Regions from separate parts of the Mus musculus genome. Here regions 1 and 2 are each linked to region 3. A link is a contact called in public Hi-C and promoter capture Hi-C data. All regions are on one chromosome and are shown on one strand. Each heading gives the region's core, a stretch centred on a gene start, on an enhancer-like site or on the middle of the called end of the contact. The rest is flanking DNA. Distances are from core to core; before and after follow the strand shown.

Region 1 (2,992 bases), core at 33-2,532, 490 kb before region 3:
TCTAGGCTATAGGCCATGGCCTTCTGCTGGCTCTTTGAAGTTGGCTTTGGGTTATTCATCTGTCACTGGGTGGCCAGCCTCCCATGTGGTGGGGAGTGGAAATGAGAACTTACTGAGTCACATAGGGGTCAATCTGGTGGCACTTGGTGACCAGTATCCAATGAAGAAGTGGCCGTGAGTGCCTGCCCTGCCTTAACCTCATCTCACACATTTCAGTGACCTGAAAAATCCAAGTCAAATGAACAAGGACAACTGGGACAAAGCACACAGAGGTGTGGTTGGGGACACAGCCAGGGCAGGACCGAGCAGTGTAGCTTCCATATATGGCCAGAAAGCCATTCCATTGCAGGCTCTTCAGCGCTCTCCACCCCTGAAGCTTATGCCATACTGGGTGTTCTCTTTCTCTACTGAGACAGGCGGACCATGGGCCCTATCCAGCTCTCTGGCTAGATAATGTGCAGGACAGATACAGACAACGACCTGGCAGCCAGCCGAAGCACCTCTACCACCACCCCACCCCAGAATGCACCTAAGAACTCCAGATAGAGCACCCAAGCAGGAATGGGAGATGGGACATGTTGGGGGGGGGGGTTGCCATTAGGAACATTGGCCTTATATTGATCTGGCTTGGTGGAGGGTGGGTCCAGAGGATTCTTCGGACTTTGTAATCTCCATTGCAAAGGGGAAATGATAGGAGCTTGTGCAGAGGCAGGTGCAGACAAAGCCTGAGTGTCCTTCCTGGGACAGGGAACTACAAAGCTGGAGAGAGCACTACTGCGCTATTACACCTTGCCTCTCAGTTTTCTTACCCAGTCGCCTAGGACAGTTTCGAGCAAAGGGCTTTAAGGGGCAAGCGGAGGCGGGCCATGCAAAGGCCTGCTGCATCTGTCCGATGCCCAGGACTCCCTTCGGGACTCAGCCTGTGCCGCCACGCCCTCGAGCCCGCGCCCACGGCCGGTTCCGGGACGCGGTGCCCGCGGCCGCCTGCAGGGGCCGCCGCCTCTTCAGGAATGCGCCGCCTTTGTCTGGGACCGCGCGTGGCCCGTGCACCGGGTGGCTGAGCGCGTCCTGCCACTTGCACCGCGCTCCGGACACCCTCGCCTCCCCTCCCGTCGCCCGCCCGCTTGCCCTACACCCCGTACCCACCGGTCCGCCCCAGCGCGGCGCGCCCAGGTGAGCGCCCCGCCCGGCGCCAGGCCCCGCCCCGGCCCCGCCCCGCCCGGACCGGCGGGGAGACCGGGCGGATTCCGCGCGTCAAACCACATGATCCCATAAAACATTCATCCTCTCCTGGCCCGCGCTGCGAGCGCCCCGCCAGTCCGCGCCGCCGCCCTCACCCTGTGCGCCCGCAGCCCGCGAGCCCAGCCCGGCCCGGTAGAGCGGAGCGCCGGAGCCTCGTCCCGCGGCCGGGCCGGGACCGGGCCGGAGCAGCGGCGCCTGGATGCGGACCCGGCCGCGCGCAGACGGGCGCCCGCCCCGAAGCCGCTTCCAGTGCCCGACGCGCCCCGCTCGACCCCGAAGATGAAGAGGGCGTCCTCCGGAGGTGAGTGTCAGCGCCGCTCCGGAGACAGGCTGCAGCGGGGCGGGGCGGGGGGGACGCAGGGCATGGCTCACGCTGCCAGAGATGGAGCCGGGTCGCCGGTCGCTCCCGAGGGCCACCGCAGTGCCACGCCGCGCGCTGGCCGCTAGCAACTGGGCCCTGGGAGGGCGGAGCCCGCGGCAGCCGCAAAAGTTGCGGCTTTGCGGGAAAGTTGACAGCGACGGCGGGGCCAGGGATGGAGGGTACGAGGTTCCAGATGTTGGACCAGGGCCGGGTGGAGACTGAGGGCTGGAAGGGCGGGGTCCCACCTGAGAGCGCAAAGGCGGCGAATGGGTTAATGAGCGGGTTTGCAGAAACGTGGGCACCGGACCGAGATGGGGTCTGCCCAGCGAACCCTGCTCAGAAGCTGTTTCTTTGGGGTCAAACGGAGTAGGGATGAATACGGGTGTCAGCAGCAGCAGAGGGCGTGGGGGACAGGGCGATCCCAGAGCTATCTCTGGAGCAGGTAGAGAGGAGAACACACACACACACACACACACACACACACACACACGCAAGGCAATGTCTCCTCCTCGGAGATCGGGAGAGCTCCTGAGAGTGAGCGGCTCCATTGAGGGGCGTTGGTGCTCGAAACACCCCCTCCTTGGCAGCCCTGTGGGATTCCCTCCTCCCATCCGGTTGCAAAGCCCCCACAGTAGGGGCAAGGGAGGATGGGCTTCATGCAGGTTGGACATGCCTTACCTGGAGAATCTGGGGTGAACACATTGCCTTCCCCAGGTGCCCACCCTATCTACCCTGCTGATGTCCATGGTGCCGCAGGCTGCACACACGTTTCTTTGCACGTGTCTACATGGGCTACATACAGCCTTGCACACCTCCAGTGCACATGCATACCAAATCTGCCCTAGTGTGCACATGCACATAAATGCTATAAGCACATCCCTGTACTCGGGTGCATAGCTCTGTCCTCACTCCTGCCTACACACCTATGACCATACATGCATTTATGCAGCCTGCCTGCTGCGATCTTCATGCTTAGCACATGGTGGGGCCCCTTAACAAGACCCACTCCCATGGAGACACACTTGGATTTTGATTAGGGATGCTCCGGGCAGCTGGACCCAGACAGAGGGACAAGTCCTGGAGTCTCCTTCACAGTGCTTGAGTCTGTGTGTGCAAGTACGTGTGTGTAATGTGGTATATATCTGCACATACATGATTGTGTGCATGACCATGGGTGCCTTTAAACATATCTTCATGTTTCCGTTTGTCTCAGAGTGTGGGTGCCCTTGTGTACATAGGTGGGCTATGCCTATACCCAAATCTGGATCAAAAGCCTTCAGAATGTATTTAGGGGTTTTGTTCAGTGTCTCCAGCCCAGGCTGTGAGATGCAGAGTCTACCAGCTGCTCTCCCACCAGCCAGAGTTGGGGCAATGGTGGTCTATGGTGGG
Region 2 (3,423 bases), core at 923-3,422, 450 kb before region 3:
ACTGTGTGTGCAGCTGTAACACATTCATGTGTATAGATGTACGTGACACATTTGTGTTTGGTGTGTGCGCATTGCATATGGGTGTGTATGAAGCATGTCTGTGCACATGCACTTCTGCCTGTAGGTGGAGGTTTCCCCAAGGATGGACCGAAGAAGGACATTGTGCTTGAAACCTTGCGTCATCTTGTGTGAGAACTGACTGCCAAGTGGGCAGGGCCAAGGCTGACCCTCCACCAAATCTGTGCCCAGAGCAGGTTTTCAGGAAACCAAAGGCAGGGAGTACCCCAAGTCTAGGCACAAAGGATGAGCCTTTGTTTCATGAGCAACAGCGAGAGCCAAGACCCCCTAGGACTGGACCTGGCTTTAGAGCTGCCAGCTCAGCAGGGAAGTGTAGCCAGAGAAGTGTGTGCCTGCTAAGGACTAAGGCAGTAGGTAACCCTGGGCCTGGAGAACACATGCATCTCCTGCCCCAGGTGGAGCTCCATTTAACAAGGAGAAACTGAGGCTCTGGCCAAGACTTCAAGAATTTCAGCTTGTCTCTGGAAGGTGTACTTAGTGACCACAGTGGGAATGCTGACACTGAATCTCCAGTGAGGACCAGAGGGCCCGGAGGACCCTTGCCCACAGCAATGTTTAAGGCATGATGCTTGTTCCGCATGAAGATGAGCGGGGAGACACCAAAGGGGGTTTTATGGGAAGAAATCTAAGTGTGGTGCATGGTATGGCCCTGGCAGGGTCATGTCTCCCCTTGCCCCTTTTATGTGAGACTTCAGCCGCTCTGTGTGGGAGGTCCTGTTATGCTTGTCTCTATCTCTGCCCTGCCCCTTCACACTCCTCTTGTGAATGAAGAGATGAGCTCCTGTCACCTAGGCCCACGTGGGAAAGGAAAAGCTGTCAGTTCCTTGATCCCTGTCATGTCTCTTGTTCACCTCATCCTGCTAGGGCTCTCTGGGGAAAAAAATATCCTTCTAGCGGAGAAGGGTCAGGTGAGTGAGGAGGGGGTCCATCGGAAGCAGAAGCCTTACACAGGAACAGAGGCTGCCATCGTGAGGAGCCTGGGCACCCTACCACAGCTGGGCTCAGGGAGAACAGGGGCAGGGAGAAACCAAGACAGAGAGGGAACATGCATCAGGTCTATAGGGGCTCTGAGAAGATGTAACATGTGCCAAATTCCTGCCATCCTGGTTCCATGAGAGGGTACCACAGCCCATCCAAGGCTCCCAGCCTCCTCTGTTCCTTATTATGTGTCAGAGTCCACAGGTCATGCTGTGGCCACGTCTATACTGTCCTAACCAGAAAAGATCTTTTGCCATTCACACAGAGTCTGGGCCCCAGGGATAGGTCATGGGAAACTGTTAGGGCTCAAATCATATGATTTTCCACAGCTGAGCCCATAGCCCATGCCTACCTTCGACACTATGTGCCTCAGTTTACCCTCTCTTCCTCTTAGAGCCTGTGAGCAAATGGACAAGAGATGATCTAATCTAGAATTTGCTCCATTTTCCTGGGGCTGGGGGCACCCTTCCCATAAAGCTGTCACTGTAGCGTTGCCATCCCCAACAGCAGTGCGCCCCCTGGTGGAGATGTGATAAGCCAAACAACATCCTGTTTCTTCAAGGTGTTTGATGCGAAGTCAAACTGAGTCTCATTCAGTCTTGCTGCCCAAGCGTTCCTGTTGTGTTCTCTATGGATTGCTGTGCGTGTTCCTGCTGTCCTTCCTGTTTGTTCTCCTGAGATTTGGGGGCAGAGCTGCACGAGTGCTGGTTTGTGAACGTATTGGACGTCAAGCTCATGGGCCTGAGCTGCACTGTAAGATACACACTCCTTTCCACTGTTAGACTATACAAGGAGGAATGCTGGGCTTCAGACCTATCTGGGCTAAGGCCTAGCCTGGATGCCCCAGTGCACATAGTTTAAGTCCCTCAGACAAAAGCCCTGTCCTGTAGTTGTTACAGACCCAGCTGGGCACAAAGGTGCTGCTTGGATCTGGGATGGGCTATTAGGAGACTCTGACAGAAGTTCTGATTCCCCTGGAGACCCTGCCCTTGCCCATCCCAGACTAGAGGTGGCTCTCTGAGTGACAGCAATTAGTGCCAAGGCTGGCAATGAGGAGCCTGCACACACCCCCAAAGCACCTGACATTGCACAGCTCTGGGGGCTGGGGGAGGGCGCTGTGCTCTGGCTGTGGCTAAGGCGCCTGGAATCATCTTCTTTTTGCTGTAAAAATGGAAACATCCCCTATGTGAGACACAAGCTGGCGAGGAGAACGCCACTGTGAAATCACACCCACAGCAGGGCGGGAGGTGGCTGGGGTGCTGGGCCTGCCAGGAAAGGAGGGCCTTGCGCACAAGGCGGGGAGGGGTGCAGGGGCGAGGTGCAGTCCCTCAGCCAGACAACCCCACTAGAACATGGGCCAAGCCCTCCCTGCCTTGATCCCCTCTTTTCCCAAAACAGCAACAGAGCTGGCTACATCCGGCTTCCCACTCCCACCCAGAGATGCTGGAATAGCTGTAAGGGGGGTGGATTGGGGTGCAGTGCCGGGGGCTGTCTAAGTCGAAGAGAGACAACAGTTCTCCTCAATGGAAAGGCATCAGGGGCATGGCTAGGTGGGCCCAGACTTTTGCTGTCAGGAAGGGTAAGATGTTTCTCTAGAAGTTACAATCCTCCCCACCCTCTATCGCCCCCACCCTTACATTCTTTCAGGCTGCCATGGGAGATGCCTCAGTACCAAATATCCAAGCCTCATGCACACAGGATCCCGATGTGTCATCCACTTCTCCCAACAATCAAACTAGCTCGGGACTGCCCATCCCCGCTGGAGATCAAACTTGCCCTGTTTTCCTGGCTGGGGCCCTCCTCCTAGGCACTGCTCAGCCGCAGCTCGGCACATTGGATCTGAAATCTTCATGGAACTGCAAACAGCCCTGCACACCCACGGGTGTGAGGAACACGTGCCGTGCATGTGAAACACCAGCATCCTGTGAGCTGTTCTCACCTCCAGGCTTACAAGGACACAGCACAGAGCCCACGTGCTGTGGCTACAGTGGACACCGACCAGCAGAGAGGTCAGGGCCTGCAGAAGATTATGGTTGCAAATTCTGTGGGGTGCATTTCATAAGCAACATGTAATTTTCACTCCGGTTACTGACTCAGTAAAGTTGCAGGCTACCATAAAGTATCTTGTCCTCTACCCCCAGAGCTCCAGTCTAGTCCCTGAGCTAGGAATGACCTTTCCAGAATGTCCAAGATTCCAGTCTGAGGACCTTGCCTGACTGCCCTGGATAGAGGTATATATAAAGAGGCCATGAATTTGAGAAAGAAGGTGGAATATATGGGGAAGCAGAAGCGAGGAAAGGGAGGGGGAAATGATGTAATTATATCATAATTTAAAAAAATAAAAAACTGCCCCGGGTTCAGCAAGCA
Region 3 (3,076 bases), core at 17-2,516:
GCCGTCAGGTTGTTGCCGGTCAGCACCAATTCGGTGGTGTCGGGAGGGAAGGCAGCCGGCAGCGACGCCCAGGTCAGCCCGCGGCGCCCACAGTCCACGAGCGTCCCTGCGCAGCTGCATGGCGCGGGGCAGCCAGAGGCTGGGCGGCTGAGCAGCGCTAGCAACAGAAGCAGCAGGCTCAGCGCCCCACGGGGCCCTGAAAGAGAAGCACTAGGATGAGGCGGGAGCATCCTTGGGACCGTCGGCGCTGCTCCCGCCAGCTCCTAGGACCAGCATCCCACGAGTCCGCAGGTCCCTCCACCCCGGCCACTCTGGGCGCTGGCTCGAGTTTCCATCCACCTCTGATCCAAGACTTTGCCTATTGATGCCCAAACTAGAACACCTCCTGACCGTGGCTCTTCCTAGAAAGCTGCAGACCCGACCCCAGAACTCACGGGAGCCCATGGCGAGAGGATGGTGGCCTACTTCGTTCTGGAGAGGCGTTGGCCCGAGAGCCTGCCTGAGTCTACAGCAACAGACCACAATTCTGCCGCCTGGCCAGAAATAACTCCGAGCCGGCGCGCAAGGGCGTTGCGAAGGCAGATAGGGTACTATCGCCTGGGGCCGCAGGCAGCCCGGGCTTCCGTCCCCCCGCCCGCTCCCAGGGGCTCATGGAACACTCGGACACTCGGTGCGACGTTCACCAACTTTGTTCTCCTGTCACCAGGACAGGACGCGGCATTCACAACTGAACAAAACGGAGCATGGGGTGTGTGGGGAGGAATCATGCGGGTGGAGATATGGAGGAGGCCAAGGGCTGGAATCCTTGTGCAACAGAGTTGCTGGGAAGAAAAGACCTTGACCTATGGGTGGACGAAAGTAGTCTAGGCATAGGGACACCCCGTCTCTACCGCCCTTGGAGTCCTTCAGGTAGACTCAGGAAGGGGCGCGAGCGGTCTAGAGCATCGCGGCCCCGCCTTCCTCCCAGAAGCCTCTAGATCTGGGGTCTTCCTAAAGGCCTTAGCCTCCAAACCCCGCCGCCTCCGATCCTGAACAGAGCATGATTAGGGAGTAAGGGAGGAACCGGCCTACTTCCGCGCTCAGTAGGCCATTAGCAAATGCTTCGTAGCCCACTGGAATCGGCAGAGGGGGGCCTCCCAACTCCACTCTGCAGCACTAGCTTGGGTAATAGGCCCAAGATCCTGCATCCACGTCCCTCCTCTACCCTGGTTTATTGGCCCGCTGGGGGGCAGTGATCTTCTAGGAAGGGAGATCTTGGAGGTTGTGCACATCTTGTTCCCTTATGATAGGCGGGGAGGTGCGGGGTGGGGCGGGGGCAGGAGGTTGGGGAGGGGCTGTGATTCAGAGCACTCGGAAGCAGATACAAATGACCGGGAAGGGTGGACGCCGAGAATAAATTAGGGTCATCTGGGGGCTGTGGCTCTGTGGCTCCAGGTCTGAACAGTCTGGTCAAAGCCACTTTGGATTAGGGTGAGGTCCAGGCCTTCTGAGATCCAGATGAACCCAGGGTGGAATCCAGGACAGTCTGGGATCCAGGGGTAGGAGGGGCCAGCCCGGAAACCGGCCGTCTATCCTTGTCGACGACGTGGGGCTGGGGCGGGTGTCACTGGTCTTGCATTTGCTGCTTCATCTTCTGCAACATCTCCTGCATGCGCCTTAGCTGGTGGTGGGGGCGACCCAAGTCAGAGTGAGAAAAGGCAGGAGAGCTGTAGCTCTGCCCTCTGCTTCTCCTCCCTACCCTGTTCACAATCTCGGCCCTACTCCTGATATCCACCCACCTCTTCATCCTTCATCCTGATGAGCTTCTCGGTCTCCGCATCCGGTGTGGGTAGTGGGAGGATAGGAATGGGGCTCTCCATGCGGCTGTCCTGGGTGAGTTTGCTGTGGAATGAGAGGGCTGTGCTTGTTGGGAGGTTCGGGTTAGGAGGGTGGGAGCCGCCTGGCCTGCTACTGGTGCGGGTGGCCCACCTGGTCATCTGCTGGATGCAGTGGGCACGGTAGTTCTCATAGTGCACGTCGCACGTCACATCTTTGAGGTCGTGCATGTGAGTGCGGATGAGCATGTTGCGGAGCTTCACAAAGTCGCAGTGCGCCTGATTCTCCACTGTGGGCAGGATCGACGATGAGTCGGTGTCAGTCTAGGGGAGCCACCCACCCCTCACCCAGCCTCCTGCCTCATCTCACCTTCGACGATCCCCCAGGGGTACAGTCGCCCCCGGACCCGCTGCCCCTTGGCCTCCACCACAGTGTTGCTGCCAATAACGGCGAAGGGTGCACTTTCCTGGGGAAGGGGAGCAAGGACCCAGCCCAGCCTAGTCTGTAAGAGCAGCTGGCTCAGAGGCCATTCCAGCACTGCCATCATCCCCCTCCCATGGCATGGTCCCTCTGTGGGTGTCTTTGCTACCCACAAAAGCCACAAAGCCTGTGGGGCTAAAGGCCTTGGGGTTTCTGCCACAACGCCAGGCACTTCTCTGGCACTGGATGCTTCCAGGAGCTTCCTCCACGGTTCAAGTCAAAGCCAAGACCATGCTTACTGGTAGATGGCGCTGCCATCTGCTTCTGGCCCAAAGGCCCTAGTTCCTGGCTTAGCTCTCTGTCACAACCTCTCTGGCCTCTGGGGTATTCAAAGCCACCACCCTCTGGAGCTCTCTATCTCGGATACTAGAACTTGCCACATCTCTGGGCCACTGGGCTGATTCTTGGAAAGCAGGTGAGAATGGTACCCATAAGTGCTCAAGTAAACACCCAGGGGAGGGTCACATGACCCGCCACAGACCAGACAGGGGTACCAGGGATTTCCTTATCCTGTAACCCTTGAGACTGAGCACAGACCCTCTTTTCGGTGAGCAAATGACCCCTGCTCTCATCATGTTGCACCTCCTGGGTGCTCAGCCCCCACCCCCGGGGTTTGCGTGGCCTCCAATACTCTGCCCCAGCTACCTCCTTGCCCCGCCCCTCCTGGTTACATGCTCACCTTCAGTTCCCGGTCCTGTTGCTTGAAGTCTTCATCTTCATCCGAATCACATTCTGGAAACTGGTACACGTGGATCCCAAACTTGTCGATCTCCTCACGTAT

Evidence for each region. Promoter capture Hi-C pulls out the DNA fragments that hold promoters and counts their contacts. Hi-C and Micro-C count contacts between places; a contact is called where the count stands out from the background.
Region 1: a contact with region 3 is called in a promoter capture Hi-C map of embryonic stem cells. The contact joins the promoter of Rtn4r here to the promoter of Gp1bb in region 3. A contact is called at or near these places in 6 of 39 promoter capture datasets (the C10 cell line, embryonic stem cells, hippocampal neurons and 2 more), 6 of 484 Hi-C or Micro-C datasets (B cells, cardiomyocytes, cerebral cortex and 1 more), 1 of 115 datasets of contacts at active chromatin or transcription factors (pancreatic cancer cells) and 2 of 9 other capture datasets (adipose tissue and embryonic stem cells).
Region 2: a Hi-C map of cerebral cortex shows a contact between it and region 3, with 5 times the contacts expected there. The contact joins the enhancer-like site here to the promoter of Gp1bb in region 3. A contact is called at or near these places in 2 of 39 promoter capture datasets (hematopoietic stem and progenitor cells and pre-B cells), 1 of 484 Hi-C or Micro-C datasets (cerebral cortex) and 2 of 9 other capture datasets (adipose tissue and liver).

The regions. Positions count from the first base shown.
Region 1 is chr16:18,126,360-18,129,351 of GRCm38.p6, forward strand. Rtn4r (reticulon 4 receptor) reads left to right here and starts at 1,283. Exons shown (of 2, transcript NM_022982.3): 1 at 1,283-1,543. The coding sequence starts at 1,522. Gm52241 reads right to left here. Exons shown (of 2, transcript XM_030249377.1): 1 at 2,282-2,992; 2 at 1,255-1,848. The coding sequence starts at 2,305. The coding sequence ends at 1,255.
Region 2 is chr16:18,171,134-18,174,556 of GRCm38.p6, forward strand. It overlaps Gm34679 (a long non-coding RNA gene), which reads left to right. Exons shown (of 4, transcript XR_875940.2): 3 at 1,619-1,809; 4 at 2,704-3,215. Among named protein-coding and RNA genes, the nearest start is that of Gm34679, 3.3 kb to the left of the region's middle. Within about 2 kb of position 2,173, at least 17 of the 459 cell types and tissues checked have an H3K27ac peak or open chromatin away from gene starts, as enhancers often do. A contact at or near this core is called in cerebral cortex, where this site is marked.
Region 3 is chr16:18,621,137-18,624,212 of GRCm38.p6, forward strand. Gp1bb (glycoprotein Ib, beta polypeptide) reads right to left here and starts at 1,267. Exons shown (of 2, transcript NM_010327.2): 1 at 435-1,267; 2 at 1-196. The coding sequence starts at 444. It overlaps Septin5 (septin 5), which reads right to left. Exons shown (of 12, transcript NM_213614.2): 8 at 2,975-3,076; 9 at 2,185-2,281; 10 at 1,969-2,104; 11 at 1,779-1,881; 12 at 675-1,660. The coding sequence ends at 1,604.